Regions from separate parts of the Mus musculus genome. Here all the other regions are linked to region 1. A link is a contact called in public Hi-C data. All regions are on one chromosome and are shown on one strand. The core of a region is the stretch at or near the end of the contact, and the rest is flanking DNA. Distances in the headings are between cores, read along the strand shown.

Evidence for each region. A called contact is a pair of places that touch in the nucleus more often than the background predicts.
Region 2: a contact with region 1 is called in a Hi-C map of cerebral cortex, with 2.4 times the contacts expected there. The contact joins two enhancer-like sites. A contact is called at or near these places in 30 of 484 Hi-C or Micro-C datasets (the C2C12 cell line, Sertoli cells, bone marrow-derived macrophages and 16 more) and 11 of 115 datasets of contacts at active chromatin or transcription factors (bone marrow-derived macrophages, cardiomyocytes, differentiating embryonic stem cells and 8 more).
Region 3: a Hi-C map of cerebral cortex shows a contact between it and region 1, with 2.2 times the contacts expected there. The contact joins two enhancer-like sites. A contact is called at or near these places in 1 of 39 promoter capture datasets (hippocampal neurons) and 5 of 484 Hi-C or Micro-C datasets (cerebral cortex, frontal cortex, muscle stem cells and 2 more).

Annotation. Positions count from the first base shown.
Region 1 is chr17:9,758,047-9,761,694 of GRCm38.p6, forward strand. All of the region lies in intron 3 of 4930452A19Rik (RIKEN cDNA 4930452A19 gene), which reads right to left. Among named protein-coding and RNA genes, the nearest start is that of 4930452A19Rik, 16 kb to the right of the region's middle. Within about 2 kb of position 1,560, at least 47 of the 459 cell types and tissues checked have an H3K27ac peak or open chromatin away from gene starts, as enhancers often do. A contact at or near this core is called in cerebral cortex, cortical glia and stem cell-derived motor neurons, where this site is marked.
Region 2 is chr17:9,883,817-9,887,464 of GRCm38.p6, forward strand. All of the region lies in intron 1 of Gm34799 (a long non-coding RNA gene), which reads right to left. Among named protein-coding and RNA genes, the nearest start is that of Gm34799, 21 kb to the right of the region's middle. Within about 2 kb of position 1,590, at least 18 of the 459 cell types and tissues checked have an H3K27ac peak or open chromatin away from gene starts, as enhancers often do. A contact at or near this core is called in cerebral cortex, cortical glia and stem cell-derived motor neurons, where this site is marked.
Region 3 is chr17:9,679,124-9,682,771 of GRCm38.p6, forward strand. No RefSeq gene overlaps it. Among named protein-coding and RNA genes, the nearest start is that of Pabpc6, 11 kb to the left of the region's middle. Within about 2 kb of position 1,853, at least 38 of the 459 cell types and tissues checked have an H3K27ac peak or open chromatin away from gene starts, as enhancers often do. A contact at or near this core is called in cerebral cortex, where this site is marked.

The DNA.
Region 1 (3,648 bases), core at 310-2,809:
AAGCCTCTGGTTTCCAACAGTTGCATCAGCCATTATCGCACACGCACAAACGCATGCACACACTCAGAGAGAGAGAGAGAGAGAGAGAGAGAGAGAGAGAGCTGGCACTCAGTGGGCAAAGGATTCACTGGCCCTCATTGAGCAAGGGATCTGCATGGCAGCAACACCTTTTCCTAACTTTCCAAACCCAAGTTAACTTCCCTTTGTCAAAATTGTGAAGCATTAATGTGCCCAAATGAAAGGTCAGAGGTATAGACTTGTGTCCTGGCCTCATTTCCAGTAAGAATGGTCTACATGGAGTAAGGGAGGCTTACAGCTTTACCTAGGCCAGTCCCGAAGATGAAGGCACAGATGGGTGGGTATTGGCTGTGGACCATTCATTCAATGGTCCAGTAAAAACAGTGGAGCCAGGCTCTGAACCAAGAGGTCCCATGCTTACCCACCCCAAACTGCCCCTTCCCATACCCTCACCCTATTCCCTAACAAAGATCCTTTAAGTTATGTCTAACAGAAAACCCCTTATTCTTTAGTAAGAAAAAAAGCAACTAAATAGAAAAAAAAATTAAAATTACCCGCAGAGCAACCAGTTTCTGACCCTTTCCTCTGCTGCAGAGAGCTATAGCCTTCCTTTGCAATAAACTTAACTTGCTTACTTTTCTTTAAAAATATATACAAATTCGCAGCAGTGGCAGCAGCACTCTGAGGACCCAACCCCTGTGGCTCAACATGAGGGCAGTGATGCTGGCTGCTTAGTTTGGCTCACCTGGGCTGCTATGGTGTCTGTGGATATTTGAGAACTGTGTGGCTGAAACACACAAGAGAGAAATGTTAGTGATGTCCATGAACTTTTCTAACACAGCTGTTAGAAATCAGCAACCTGGATGGCTTAGGACTGGTGCCAGACATAGCATCAGAGATAGTTGGTCCCTCACCTTCTACTCTTGGACTTCTCATTAAAGTAGACTGCCACCATAGCTCACGCTGCTACTGATCACTGGGGAAACTAAGGCAGGCAATCATTTAAAGCTGAGCCCCATCTGCATTCCCGGATGAGGTCCAGGCCAGAGTCGGCTCATGTTGTCTTCAAAATAAAACAAACAAAAAGACAAGATGTCCCAACCCAACCTCAAAGGTAAGTGGCCCCTAAGGTCCCTGGCAGAAATTTTGACTAGCATTCAGAGATGGGAGCATAAAAACACCAGAGTTCCCAGGACCCCACATTCTGGGTTTAGAATCAGGGTGGATCCAGTTGCCCTCACATGTGGTATAGAAACAGGCTCATCAGAAATCTCCTTAGGCAGATGATGAACTTATAAACCAAGGAGGGGTATGTGGGAGGGTTTGGCAAGAAAAGTGAGAAATGATGTAATTATATTATAATCTCAAAAAACAAAAAAAAACAAAAAACAAAAAAAACCCTGTAATAAAAAACGTTCTGGTTGGGGACCCCTGGGCCACTAGGGGGAGCCAGGGGAATGATATCGGAGGGCTCTTGGGGTTGGGGGGGGGGGTTACCAGATCTGAGGAAGAACTTGGGAACCACTACCACAGTGATTTTGTTACACTGAAAGGCACACAGCCCTCTCTGAGGCTCTCTGGAATCAATCCGATGTGTGTGGTACGGAGAGAGGTGCTCACTGAGGATGCTGGCCCTTCCTGAGACCCGCAGCCTCAGGTCTGGGCAGCCAGAGTCACACATGGCTGAGCATCAAGGACACAGAGGCAACCAGGGCGGGCTATTCTCAGAGTGTTGGAATGGAGGTGACAGGTCACATCAGGGTGGCGTTCAGAGCAGTGAAGGACTTGGGGCTTGAAACCTTAGCCATAACTAGGCTGTCTCTGAAAATTTTGGACTCATCTGAGAGGGGGGTGCAGCAGCTACACAGAATGGGGGAGGGACTCTTGGTTACAGTCATTCCCATAGGACATTTCATGTCTCCAGGGCAGCAAACATCACAGCCTGGAGTTACCACCAGCCACAATACTGAAGAGAAAGACCACAGACTTTAGCCCATCTAGCAGCTGCCCTCACCCTTTTTATTTTTTTTCTCAAAGGAAAAGTGCTGACACCATTTTCCAAGCCTTAATTATACATAAAAGCTCTCTCTTTAGTCAAAGAAAAGCTGAATGTAAACTCAAAACCATATTGACGTTATTGACCCACCGTGGCCCCACATGAGCCTTACATCTGCCTGCCAATATGACAGAAACTGGTAGGCGAAGGACACAAATGTCCCGTGTCCTTGACAGACAGACAGCCTTCGTTTCCACATCAGCAGATTCTGTCTTTGTGGATTTGTGAGGAGGAAGAGAATAGGGCTCCTGATAGAAGCTTGGCGTACAACTCCCCAGCATCCTTCAAGTGATAAGCAAAAGCTTCCATGGCTCACCACTCTCTGCCTAGACAAATTCTAAATATGGATCTGCACATATGTACAGATTAGACTGAGCACACAGGAGCAAAGCAAGCTGGCCATCCGTCCCTCCTGTCCCCTCCCTCTGTAGGAATCTGGCTGGGGATGTAGGTTTGAGTTCACAGTACTGACGATCTCAGAGTCCAGCTGAGCATAGCACAGGAAATCAACATGCCTGCATCTGAACTAACTGCATTCTGCTTCATTGCCCTGCTTGCCAACAAATGTTTATGCTCTTATTGCCTAAGGTCCTATGATTCAAAAGGGGGCCCATATATTCTACCATAGCATCTCCAGTGCATTAGTACTTAATGGCCATGGGCCGTGGAGCGACACTGTTTAACCAAGGTTACTCTTTTTTTTTTTTTTTAACCTCAGTGCTATTTTGGTCTTGAGTGTGCTTCTGGCCTTTGTGGTTTTATGGAAATTCAGTGTCCTTCAAAGGAGAGGAAAGAGTGATGTACACCCAGAAGAAATCTGGTTTCTCAGCTCAGGCCTTGGAGAAGCTGGGAAGACAATATTCTGAGCTGCTCAGCAGCTGTTTCTGGCTTCTGTATGGTCTATCTGTCCTCCAGTCACTAGTGGAATTGCCATCTTAGTCCCATTTAGGGATCTGCTGTTCTCTGTGGCTTCAATCTCAAAATATTCTGTGACCGAGTATCCCCAACACTGCCCAAGAAACCCACACGATAACTCATAATGAAGAAGGTTATTCAGTTCCATTCACTGTTAGAGAGGGTTTAACAAAAATGCCCAAATGAAGGCTCTTAATTGGAGCTGAAAATAATAAACAGATGGATGGATAGATAGATAGATAGATAGATAGATAGATAGATAGATAGATAGATAGATAGATAGATAGATAGATAGATAAACAGATCCAAGATTCAGAAACATTTGTTCTGGGTACAATTCATACTGGAAAACAAATTGTTCTGTAATCTATAAATCCCAGAGATGACCCACATTGGTTAGAATCTCCAGTCTCTTCCCAGTTTTGAAGGAATTTGAGTGGCTACGTCAGGGAGAGTAAAGCTAACTTCCATGTAAAGTGAATGAACACCTGAATTGGAGGGTATAAAGATGGCCTCTTTATCAGTTCAGGCCAGTTCTTGGACTGAGGGAAGCTCTCAAGGCCCGAACCTCCTTCCTTATCATGACTGCAACATATACGGGGCTGCATGGTACTCAGCCTCAAATCACAGATGGGGAAGAAGGATGCAGATGGAGACTA
Region 2 (3,648 bases), core at 340-2,839, 130 kb after region 1:
TCAGGGGCAACACGGCATTTCTGCTCACATGTCGGGGTTTCACTGTGACTGCTTCTGACTCTATGAACTCACCCAGTGATCTGCATTATAGAATATGGATTCCTCTACTTGGTTTCCCTTGCCAGATTTTATGATCCTGAAATCGATCTGTGGTGGCTTGTAGCTACAATTTGCACACTTTTATTGCAGTATGGATTCTAACGCCCAGACAAGTCTTTTTAGATATCAATGATTATTTATTTCACATAAGTTTAAAGGAGAGGAATTGACTGGTCGAGGGCCAGACCACAAAGCAGGGAAGGGGATTTCCAGCTGCTCTACAAAACGGACACACTTATTCTTCCATTAATCTGCATCAACGTATCTAAACCTCGTGCGTGGCCACCAACCTGTGTGGACTTCACCAATTAATCTGTGCTGATCTGAGAAACTATAAAACACATTGTTGTCTAAGCCTTTCAAAGATATACTTTGTGAAGGATGTGCACAAGTGCACAAAACCTAAGAGCAGTATTTATCATGAACACTTTCTTTGAATTCTAAACCTATAACAGTTACGTAACTTCTCATCAGCATACCATCACTGATAACATCTGCATTGTAAAGTTTACCTCCTGCTATTATTCTGTGTGATGAACATTACGGTCTGTTTATAAATGCACATGTCATAATGATACTTAACCCTCCTGTCAGTCATTTGAGTTAGGACCTGTTACTATGCATCATGAAATGACAAGGACATCGAGGCACAAGAAGAAGACACAGGTCAGTTGCTGGGAGCTGAGCAGCTGGGGAGATTCAGATCCTAAAGCTGGGTCCTAAGCTCTGGCTCTGGCTTTGGTCCCAGCAGCCAGGATTTCAATGCCTTCAGAAACTGTCATTACTAGTAATCATAATTTCCTCTTTTTCAGAGTAAAGGTTGATTTGGCCCTACTGCATGATTTTTCTATGATCTTGGAGATTACTGTTGTCTAATAGATGAAAATTCATTTCTCTTCCATTTTTTTACTTCAAATGCTTCATAATATAAGTCTCTGATGGTCTAATGGACCATTCTAATCTATGTTGAAATGGCATTTTTTACATAGGACAATCTCCTTTAACTCGGTGATGCCAATTATCCTTGACTCTCTTCAAATATGTCTGTTTCCCCCCCTTGGCCACTGCATATCTCTCTCAGCCATGTCCAGATAAAGCAGGAAGGTTCATGCTCTGCCCAGATAACAGAAAAAAAAAAAAAAAAAAAGAATCCCTTCTTGATCGTTTTTTAAGACTTACTAAGTAACTAGTTTATTCCTCAGTACAGTTCAGGCTCTGGCAATTGATAGGAGGATGAAAACTCAGAGACTGATTCTTTTACTGGGTTTACTGAAAATCTCAGATACATTACAAGAAGCCTGCAAATGCCCCCAGTGCACGTCAGCTGTTGACTCTGTGTTAAAAACAGCAAGCTCAGCCAGCCTCTCTCAACAGTCTCTACCGAAATTGCTGTTTTTCAAAGCTGGAGCCTTCCCTGCTAAAGCCAATAGCTGTCACATGATTAATGTGCTTGTGTCTTATTAACCGCTCCATTACAGAAGCCGTCCAATTCGCAGCCACCCTTTCTGCGGGGACCTTTCTGTAAAACCCTAGTTGAGATCATGCTATTCTGACTGCGGGCTAGTGCACCTACCACCAAAACATCATAAAGAGCGAAGAATTACTACTTCCAGTAATCCAGGCCATAAATCAAGCCTCTCAGAGAAGTTGTGGGGTGAGGGGAGGAATCACAAGCCATTTCTTGTATTCATATTCAAAAGCCAATCTGTAACAGCCTATCCCAGAAAGTGTCAGTTGTGTGTGTGTATGTGTGTGTATGTGTGTATATGTGTGTATGTGTGTGTATATGTACATGTGTATGTATGTGTGTATGTATGTCTGTGTGTATATGTGTGTACATGTGTATGTTTGCATGTGTGTATATGGGTGTCTGTGTGTATTGTGTGTATGTGTGTGTATGTCTATGTGTATGTATATGTATGTGTGTATGTGTGCATGTGTGTATGTGTACATGGTTATGTATGTGTATATTGGGTGTGTGTATGTTTGTGTGTATGTGTATGTATGTGTGTGTCTGTGTGTATGTGCCTGTGTGTACATATACATATTTGTGTATGTGTATGTATGTTTATGTGTGTATGCATGTATATGTGTATATGCATGTATGTGTGTATGTGTGCATGTATATATATGTGTGCATGTGTATGTATGTGTGTATATATGTGTGTATGTGTGTATATATGTGTATATGCATGTGTGTGTGTGCATTGTGTATATGTACCATATGTATGTGTGTATAAATTGTGTGTCTCTGTCTGTGTGTGTGGTCAGTATGAATGGCAGAGCTAGGGAGGACAAAAGAAATCTCAGTCAAGTCTTTCAGAATGCTGTGATCTTATCGAGCCCTTCCTTGCTCTAACAGTATTTTAAGATTGTTAAAAACTGTCACCTTATCTGTGTGGTGGCATCACCCACCACAGAGCTTATCTGAACCCAGCTGCCTGAGGAGAATGCAGTGTGTCACGACCTTGATTTCTTAGCACCTGACCTTAATATCTAATCAGCCGCACATGGCAGTGAAGCCACCCAGAGATGTCACATAGACCCCTCTGGCGACTGGAGATTCAAAAGATGTTTATTTCATTTACCCGTCATAGACATCTCCAGGCAACAGACTGGGCAGCCTCACCCTTCCCATCTGCGCCCCATGCCCTTCAAGGGTTAGCATGGAGTTTGAAGTCCTGGATACCCTTTCAGTTGAAAATAATTTGTACCCCCTTGGGTCAGTGATAAAAATGATCTATGCTTGTCCTGAGACTCAGGAAGAGAGCCCTCAACTTGAACATGGAAAAATATTAACAACTCCTGGCATGTGCAGTGTTTAAAACACAAAACATTCCCCTCCAGAAACACCTAATATAAAGTCTCTAATACAGAGTAGATGTGCATATCCATATATTACACAAACAACTCCACATATACACAACACACACAACACAATCCTCGCACAAACTCTTAACAAGCTTCTAAAGGAAGGCCTAAACATTTTTTCTCCAAATCAAAGTGAGGCAATAAATATATGAGATCATACAAAAAATGTCAGTTATGAAAGTGTTATTATATTAAAGATGACAGAGAAGGATCTGGGATTTCTCCTTCAGCACTGACTTTGGACTCAAATTTACTCCCTTGACCGTGAGACAGAGTCACTACCGACTGGGCAGCTCATCTCAGCCTCAAGGCTAGTTGTTTTCCTTCCGGTTCTTATACAGTCATTAGGCATAAGTGTCCCAACATCTTGATACTCCTGGGGGAGGAGGGAGGCCTGGCTGGGCTCCCCTCCGTGCTAATGTGCTCAGGTACCTGGTCTGTTATGTTACAGCCAGAGATCTTGCAGGTTAATAATTCCTGAGAGCACCTGTTTCTGGTCTCTTTAATAAACCATGTTGCTCCTTCATCCTTAGGAAAGAACAAGGGTCGAGGAGGGAAGGACCCCCCCCCACTTAGCCCCTGAATTCTCTTTCCTCTTCTCCAGAACGGTTGGACACTGGGGCGACCAGCTCTCTCCTGATCTCGTGGATCAGGAGAGAGTTCTGTGAGACCTCTTCT
Region 3 (3,648 bases), core at 603-3,102, 79 kb before region 1:
TCAGAAGTATGGACACATTATCAAAAGTCTTTGGATGAGTATCAATCTAAACCATGCACACAATGAGTTCACAATGGCTAAAGCCTCCTGAATTCTTCAAGGATCTAGGCAAACAGAAATAATCTATTCCACTTATATAGAATTTTCACAGAAAAAGAAATTACAGATTTTTTAAAATTTTTTATTAGATATTTTATTTAGATTTCAAATTTTATCCCCTTTCCTGGTTTCCCCTTTGAAGACTCCCTATCCCATCCCCCTCTCCCTGCTCACTAACCCACCCACTCTCGCTTTCCTGTTCTGGCATTCCCCTACACTGGGGAATCAAGCTTTCATAAGACCAAGGGCCTCTTCTCTCATTGATGTCCCACAAGGCCATCCTCTGCTGCATATGCAGTTGGAGCCATGGGTCCCTTCATGTGTATTATTGGTTGGTGGTTTAGTCCCCAGGAGCTCTGGAGGTAATGGTTGGTTCATATTGTTGTTACTCCTATGGGGCTGCAAACCCCTTCAGCTCCTTGGGTCCTTCTCTAGCTCCTCCATTGGTGACCCTGTGCTCAGTCCAGTGGATGGCTGTGAGCATCCACTTCTGTTCTTGTCAGGCACTGGCAGAGCAGGAGACAACTATATCAGGCTTCTGTCAGCAAGCACTTGGCATCCACAGTAGTGTCTGGGTTTGGTAACTGTATATGGGAAAAGATTTTTCTAAGGTAGTTGTGACCGCCTTTCACACCAAAATTTCACGAGCTGAGCTTAGGACTGTAGCATCTGAGTGTGTGGCTATGACTCATGGAGTGTGTGTGTGCATACACACAGGGAGGGTGTGTGTGTGTGTGTGTGTGTGTGTGTGTGTGCATACACACAGGGAGGGTGTGTGAGTGTGTGTGTGCATACACACAGGGAGGGTGTGTGTGTGTGTGTGTGTGTGTGTGTGTGTGCATACACACAGGGAGGGTGTGTGTGTGTGTGTGTGTGTGTGTGTGTGTGTGCATACACACAGGGAGGGTGTGTGTGTGTGTGTGTATGTGTGTGTGTGTGTATGTGCATACACACAGGGAGGGTGTGTGTGTGTGTGTGTGTGTGTGTGTGTGTGCATACACACAGGGAGGGTGTGTGTGTGTGTGTGTGTGTGTGTGCATACACACAGGGAGGGTGTGTGTGTGTGTGTGTATGTGTGTGTGTGTGCATACACACAGGGAGGGTGTGTGTGTGTGTGTGTGTGTGTGTGTGTGTGCATACACACAGGGAGGGTGTGTGTGTGTGTGTGTGTGTGTGTGTGTGTGCATACACACAGGGAGGGTGTGTGTGTGTGTGTGTGTGTGTGTGTGTGTGTGCATACACACAGGGAGGGTGTGTGTGTGTGTGTGTGTGTGTGTGTGTGTGTGTGTGTGTGTGCATACACACAGGGAGGGTGTGTGTGTGTGTGTGTGTGCATACATGTGCACATGCATGATGTATGTGCATGTATGTATGTATGTTCATGTGGATACATGTGGTTTCCTCCAAGGCTAAAACACAACCACATTCAACAACAAAGCTTTTCCTACGATGGAAAAGCTTCTGATATTGTCACTGCCATCAGTTCCATTTTACACTGCTTATGTCACCACACCCACACTAAAACCTCTACTTCTGCAGAGAACAGTCCTCCGAGAAGCCAAGCCAGGATCATCCAAATGTCTGGCTTTAACATAACACGGTTGTGGGTAACCAGTGGCCGCTGCCATTTTTGCAAACCAGTGCTTAGGAAGCACTTTATTTTGGTGGCCAAGTGTTCTGCTTTGCTAGTTTACTCAGAGGGGTTCTTCTCCCTCAGGCCAGTGCAGCACGCTGCATCTCCCATCTAGACGCTCGAATATGTATGAGGGGGTGACAAAGACTGATCTGTCTGTGGAGAACTGAAATGTGAGCGTCTGCCACAATGCTCCTGAAAGAAATTAGACTCATCAGCTGGAATGATTCATAATGATGCCTGTGTTTGCTCTCAGAATGTTAAGGGAATCGACCACCCACTTCATCGTCAAATGAACTTTTTTATTTCACCCTACAAACCCCTATTCTCTCAATAATATAGATTTTTTAATAGACATATCTCTCCAAACGGTCCCACCAGCTCAAGCAAAGACAAATTATAACGAGCTAATATTTTTTGATTAATGCTAGGTTTTGTACCTGAACTCAGGAGCATAAATATCTCCTTTAAAGTGATACTGCCTGCAAATAAGATCAAATCAAATTCCAAAGCACTTTGTTAATGAAAAGTATTGATTTTTATACCATTTGGTCCAAACCACTGCCAATTTCCATGCATTTGCCATCCTTTTGAACAATGAGCTTATGCCATTAAGACCTGCAGATGCCCTTCCATTCCTCCTTCTCCATGGCTTGCTCTTTTCTCCTCTCAAGATCCAGGACTCAGCTCTATGTCTCCTTGTGCCTGTTCTCCAAGGATCTCCATCATCCCCTACAGCATGGAAAATTACTCCTAGGTGGGCAGCTTTCCCATCATCATCTCTGCAAAACACTGAAGTGGGTGACTTATCTTTTCTAGCTTCTTCTCACATTACCCTCACTCTTCTTCTACAGTCTGAGGGCTGAGAGCCTACTGTCAAAGTCTAATTGCCTTCAGAAACCTAGACAAACATCCAAGTCAAACTTTCTAACACCCCCCCCGGCCCCCCGGCCTTTTCAGGTAATCTCCATACTGTCTTGCAATCCAGACAAACTGACTGTCATGCTTCAGTTTCAGAGGTCAGTGTCACCACAGAGTGTTGTGTTTTGAAGGATGCATGAGGTAGAGTAAGCTGGGTAGGTGCTGGGGCACAAGTTGACTTGGGCAACTGAGTATAACCCATCAAAGCTAAGCCAGTGACTATAGAAAAATCACAGAAAATTCACTGGGTGTGCACTTCCATGTGCGTGTGTGCGTGTGTGTGTGTGTGTGTGTGTGAGTGAGTGTGTGTGTAGCTTGTGGAATAGGCTAGCCTGGATAACCAGGAAGCTTCAGGGTTTGGCCTTTCTCTACCTCTACAATGCTGGGGTTGCAAGTTTGTACCACCACTCCTGGATTTCATAGTGTTGGCTTTGAATTGAATTCAAGTTCTCAAGTTTTCATGGAGGATACTGGGCCATCTCAACAGGCTACCAACATTATGCCCTTAGGTCGTAACTATACATCATGTGTGACATCTCATGTGAATCTAACACTTATTTGGCTTCAGTGTATTTATACTTTCACCACCTAGGTTATAAACTCCCTAAGAAATGCTGAAACAAAGGTTTGCTTAGATACCTGGGAAGGTGTGCTGGTTAGCTTTTGACAACTTGACATGAATCTAGATATATCTATGAAGAGAGAAACTCAGTTTGGGAAATGCTTCAGTCAAATTGGCCTGTGGGGCATTTTCTTAATTGCTAATTAATATATAAGGGCTTATCCCACTGTGGGCAATGCCAACCCAAGGAAGGTGGGCCTGGGTTCTATGAGAATGGTAGATGAACAAGGCAGAGGAAACAGGCTAGTGAGCAGTATTCTTGCATGGTTTCTGCTTCAAGCTTGTGCCTTCAGTTCCTTCAGTGCTTGACTATAACTTGTAAGATGAAATATCTCTTGTCATGCCCAAGTTGGCTTTTACCAGCATTTTATCA